Linked DNA regions of Gossypium hirsutum: region 2 is linked to region 1. Evidence: chromatin contacts called from public Hi-C data. All regions are on one chromosome and are shown on one strand. Each heading gives the region's core, a stretch centred on a gene start, on an enhancer-like site or on the middle of the called end of the contact. The rest is flanking DNA. Distances are from core to core; before and after follow the strand shown.

Region 1 (2,702 bases), core at 203-2,702:
AAAACCCTTTTCAATTGCAATAGTAACACGGAACCAGGTAAATTGCTTAATGTTGAGTTTAGTTCTCTTTATTTGTTTTCAAAGGCTTGGTGCGTCTCCAAATGGGAGATTGTTGGTTTTGGAGTTGGGCTTGTTTCGTGAAGATTTTGATGAGATTATGATTTGAGTACGCTGAAAGTGAGAGGCTAAGGGATCCAAAGCATTGAGAGCGTCATTTCTTAGGTTTTGTTTCATTGTATTCCTTTTTTGGAATCATGTTCTGTTTGATTTTGTTATTCTTTTTTGGAGTTTTGTACTTTTCTTTGGTGCTTTGCACGTTTATTAATAAAATTTTATTTGTTAAGAAAAAAATTATTAGGAAAAAACAGAAAAGAGGGAAATATTAATGTGATCTGAACTTCAATAATAAAAATATTTCATGAATATAAACATAAAAGTCACTGCCTGCCAACATGAGTGAATTTAAGATTGAATACTCTTGAAAACATCAAAGAATGTCTAAAATAATGCGATGATGCATTGGTATAATTAAAGGGATTGTTTTTGCGTTGAGTTAATTCTTTATTTGTTTTAATTATAAAATAAAAGTTTGAATATTAAAATATAGTTTAAGTTAAGTTTTCTTAATTGAATCAATGGTTAAATTGGTCAATTTATTAGTTGTACAATTTGATTAAATAAATTATAGAAAAATTATAAAAAAATAAAAAATCGATTCAATAGATTTTTAGCCTATCAATTCGTGGACAAATCGATCTGATGTCTCTTTTCAGACCGGTATTTTGGCCAATTCGATCCGGTTCAAACAACCATGACTCTAAGTCTCTACAGTTCATACATTTGGAATTTAATCCTCCTACTTTTATTTTTAAGAATTTAATCCCTCTACTTTTTGAATTTTAAAATTCACTTTGTAATTATATAAAACCACGTAATAATTTAATTGAAAAGTTAACGATATTAAATATTTAAACTAATTAATGATATTATAAAAATAGAGAGAGCAACTTATGTTAGAAATTACAGTATAATGACTAAATCTCAAATTTGAGTATATCAAAGGGACTAAAAGTGAAAATTTTCCATTTTATAAAATGGAAATGGAAATAAAAATAGTATGGTGGGTGTGTGAGGGTAGTGCAACCTTACTTTTTTTTTTTTTTTGAAAGAATGACTGGGTATTTATAATGAATTAAAAAGAACAATCCAATCAGCCTAAATCAAAGGGCCCAAAGTCAAAGCAACAAACAGAGAAAGAAACAACATAAATTTTTTCCTAAACAGCCAGGAAAGAAAAACCCCCTAGAAAACGTCAATCAAAGCTAGATAATTAAAAGAAAACAAAAGCATTAAATGAAAATAAAATAAACCGAATGAAAACCTATCCCAGTCAAATTCAGAACAGCTAGATACCATCAAGGCTATTGAAGAGTCATTTCCAAGGTCCCATCTGCTCTGTCGATAGCTCTTCCCCACAGATTTAAACATCATTAAGCTATCTGTATTGGATACTGCTCCTTCACCCATTTCTTCAATCCGGATTTCTTTGCCAATCTTCATCCAAAGTTGAAATATGACGTTCCAGTTCTTCTCTTATCAGGTAAATGTTTTCTTCTTTCACAAGAGCTTTCTTTGCTAGACCATGTGCATGTGTGTTCTCTGATCTATCAATGTGTTGAAAAGTAAGATCTTGAAACTAAGATTTCTTGTTCTGAATATCTTTTATAATGGCACTGATCACCGATTTGTCTGTTGAAGTCACCTTGCTCTTCTTTATGACTGTTTTTGAGTTTCCCATGATTCTAACTGACTGAGATCCTAATGCAATCCCTAATTTCATGTCTTCCAAACATGCATATGCCTCTACTGCGAATGGTGAGGGAACATTTCTGTGGATAACCATTTTTAACACCAGTAGATTTCCCCTCATATCCCAACCTACTAATCCAGTCGCTGATTTGAAAGTTCTACTGTCCAGTGCTGCATCAAATTTGATCGATAATCTTGGTACGTTCTTCTGTATTCTGTGACTCCTGGAAATTCTCTCAGTTTTCTTCACAACATTAATTCCTTCATATTCTGCCATGTGTCGCTGAATATTCTGAGCTAACCCCCTTCCTGTTGAATTTTTCCCCTCGTGAATGAGTTTGTTTCTAAAGGACCATATCAACCATAATGCATAACAAAAAAGCCGACACAGGTTATAGTTGCTGTTCTTGAATACCCAGGTTAGCCACTCCCATATATTCTGACTCGTATTCTCCATAACCCATGATAAATTTAATGATTGCCACACTTCTCTTATGAAAGGACACTCTCGGAAAACATGAAGACTCTCTTCAACTCTAGAGTTACATTGTGGACAACAGGCAGTTGAAATGACCCTCCTTAATCTGAGATTTCCAAAATGAGGGATATAATCCCATGAAATCCTCCAAATTGTAATTGCAATTTTTGATGGCAATTGTTGGCCCCATAATTTTTTGTAAAATTTTTTTATTTCGGTCTGTAATAAGTAGTCATTGGCTGCAGAAGCATCTTGTAATAGTTTATAGGCACTACGTACTGAAAACTCACCAGATAGTTCTCCACTCCACACCTGAATATCCTCATGTTCGGTCTCTGCCAGGGGAATTTGTAGAATCTTCCGAGCAATATCTTCTTGAAAGGTACTATTAATTAAGTCTGACTTCCATTTTCTG
Region 2 (2,861 bases), core at 115-2,614, 110 kb before region 1:
TGAATTGCTTCAAAAGAACTAACTAATTCTACCAGGAAAAGAAAACTAAAGCATCATCAATTATCAGTTATCTTTTACATGATAACGTAGAGCCTCACATATTTTCTCAAAACAAAAGCTAAATGTAATTAAGCAAGTACAAGCATTGCATGTTTCTATTGCTAGGAAGTGAGTGCATTCAACCATTCCTTAATTTTTGGTAAACCCAATACCCAAGGTCATATTGACACCGAGGTCGATGTAACATGGGAAAATCTAGAAATTCAAATGCAGATAGAAAGTGTGAGTGTATGGTACTAAATAATATACTCACAGAGGTTTCATCAACCAAGATTGAAGGCAATTTCTTCTCAGTAGCATTTACTACCCCATTAGCAGCTGTAATTTAAAACCATTTATTAGCATAAAAATCAAAACCATCAGTAACTTTTTTACTACTTCTAAAATTCCAAAACCCTTTTTTAAAAAGAAAACAACGAAACCTTTGATTCCAAGAGATCTTTGACCCGATCCTACTGCTGTCAAGGCGTGCTCGATCTGAACTAGCTTTCCTGAAGGACTGTTCAAGAACACAACAAAAAAAGAACTTTTGTTCTAAAAAAATTATGAAATATAGTACATTAACAAAGCTATAAAGCGATGAAAACATTATAGAAAAGAAATATTCCAGATTTGAGCGCAAGCAAAACCAAAAGAAAAACAAAATCAAAATCAAAATCGATTTTACAAAAAAGAAAAGAAAAGAAAAACAGGGAAAAAAATTTGGAAGAAGAAGTAGAAATCTGGAGAAAAGAAAATAGAGAAAAGAAAAGAAATGTGAGAAGAAAAGAAACGTACCGTACCAGAAGAAGAAGTAGAAATCTGGAAGGGAAAAAATTGGAAAACGTCGGGAGAGGATGAGGGCAGAAAAAGGAAAATAAAATTGGGAATTGATGGGGAATCTCTATTCCCCGCTTCAAACTCAGAATGGCTATTACAGCCAATATCAGTAATAGACACGGAAGGGAATAGGGCTGTAATAGAATTACACCCAAGCAAACGTCTGTTTGGTGGTGGGCCCAGGGAATAGGGGGAATGCATTCCTATTCCCCAACCAAACATGCTCTAAGTATTTAGCCCTTTTCCTAATTACATTTGAATTTTGACTTCCTTTTCTTAACCAAACAAAATTTTTGTAGTCTTTTCCCTTTTCCTTCTCCTTTTCTTTTTCATCTTTCTCTTTTTATAATATTTTCTCTCCATTGTTGAAATTATTTTTGCTTCCTGCATCACAATCAATTCTCGACTAAATCATTTTCCCTACCAATTGTCGATTACACCATTGATAGCATCTGATTCTTTTCATCTAAGTTTGGGAAGTACATCTCAATCCCGATGTTTAAACTCTATTTTTTGTAAAACTCTTATCCACATTAAACTTATAATCTGATTACACAATCTTTCTCGTTTTTTTCAAATCTTTCGATAATTTTGATGAATCTAGAAACCAATCAGTAACTCGAGTATAAATGTTGTTTGAAGGACCTATGTCAGGTGCATCGATCATATTTGAATGTGAGGGATTTTGTTCGGGCTTCCGGTGGAAGGTGTGTGTTCTTTTACAAGCGAGTCAGGGCAAACTGTGCCTAGGATTAGGGCCACACGGGTGGACCACATGGCCCCTCACATAGCCATATGCCTTTGGAATCCAAGGATAGTTTGAATCTCACACGGCCTGCCACATAGACGTGTCTCCCCTGTAGCTTAATTTTGTAATTTCCACAAGGACACAGTTTGTTACACGGCTGTGTGACCCCTGTTTCATAGTTCTAGCCAGAATTTTATGATTTTCTTAGTTTAGTCCCTGAATAGTCGTCGAACTGTTTTTAGAGTTTTATTTATCTCAATTGAAACCTAATAACATGAGTATTGGAATTCATTATTTGAATGTCTGAATTATTACTGTATATGCATGACTGATTTGTCGTAATTGGATGTAGCAGATTAAACTAGCTTTTGCATTTAAGGAGCTTGAATACAAGCATTTTATCATGTTTTAGTTGAGTTTTTAGAATTTCATTTACATTCAATAAAATGTGTAATTTGAGTCTTTTATTGACCTTAGGGGCCGAATGAGGCCTTAGGGTGAGCTAATATACTTTGTGAGTATGTAGGAGAAAATTAAAAGGCATACCAACTCAATATTGGGTGTTGTGTTGCAACACGGGGAGTTTGGTGTCTCAACATAGAGAGTAGAGAGCAACCATTCCAAGACTGCCTTCAGTGTCACGACACAACCAAGGGATGTCGTGACACACCCCTAAAGCTACCCTAAGTACGAGCATACTACCTTCAATGTTGCGACACAAGCACTAGGGTGTCACGGCATCGGTCCTATACGAGAAATACTTACGAGCTTGGGGCATTTTGGTCTACACAATAAAATATTAAACACGAGTGTCAGATGACCTAGGGTTGAGGATGACGACAAACCTAACTCTATAAATAAGCTTATTTAACACTTGTTATGGACAACTTTTCATACCTTATAATTTTTTTTTGTAATTTCAGTTTTTATTTTTTCCCTTTTCTTAGGCTCTAGGTTATTTTCAATTTTGCATTTTTTTGGGAGATTTGATTTGTGGAACTTGATAAACTTTTTGTGGAAGGTGTGTCTGTGCATGAACACTTAATAGTGTTTAAAGAAATTCTCTCAGATTTGAAGGCCATAGAGGTTCAGTTTATTATACTTTTTTTCGTTGCCCCTATTTTATTCAACCTTTAGAGACACGATTATATATTCGCGAGTCTCTTACAGTTGATGAGGTTTAAGATTCTTTAACCTCGTATGATAAGATAAAGCATCTTATGGTTAAACCCGA

Evidence for each region. A called contact is a pair of places that touch in the nucleus more often than the background predicts.
Region 2: a contact with region 1 is called in a Hi-C map of leaf, with 2.3 times the contacts expected there. The contact joins the promoter of LOC107958691 here to the enhancer-like site in region 1. A contact is called at or near these places in 12 of 34 Hi-C or Micro-C datasets (anther, callus, hypocotyl and 2 more).

The regions. Positions count from the first base shown.
Region 1 is chrD13:48,882,526-48,885,227 of Gossypium_hirsutum_v2.1, reverse strand. No RefSeq gene overlaps it. Among protein-coding and RNA genes, the nearest start is that of LOC121225818, 46 kb to the right of the region's middle. Within about 2 kb of position 1,452, at least 7 of the 9 cell types and tissues checked have an H3K27ac peak or open chromatin away from gene starts, as enhancers often do. A contact at or near this core is called in leaf, where this site is marked.
Region 2 is chrD13:48,989,634-48,992,494 of Gossypium_hirsutum_v2.1, reverse strand. LOC107958691 (proteasome subunit alpha type-2) reads right to left here and starts at 1,364. Exons shown (of 7, transcript XM_016894530.2): 1 at 1,320-1,364; 2 at 838-1,013; 3 at 483-559; 4 at 314-378. The coding sequence starts at 1,364.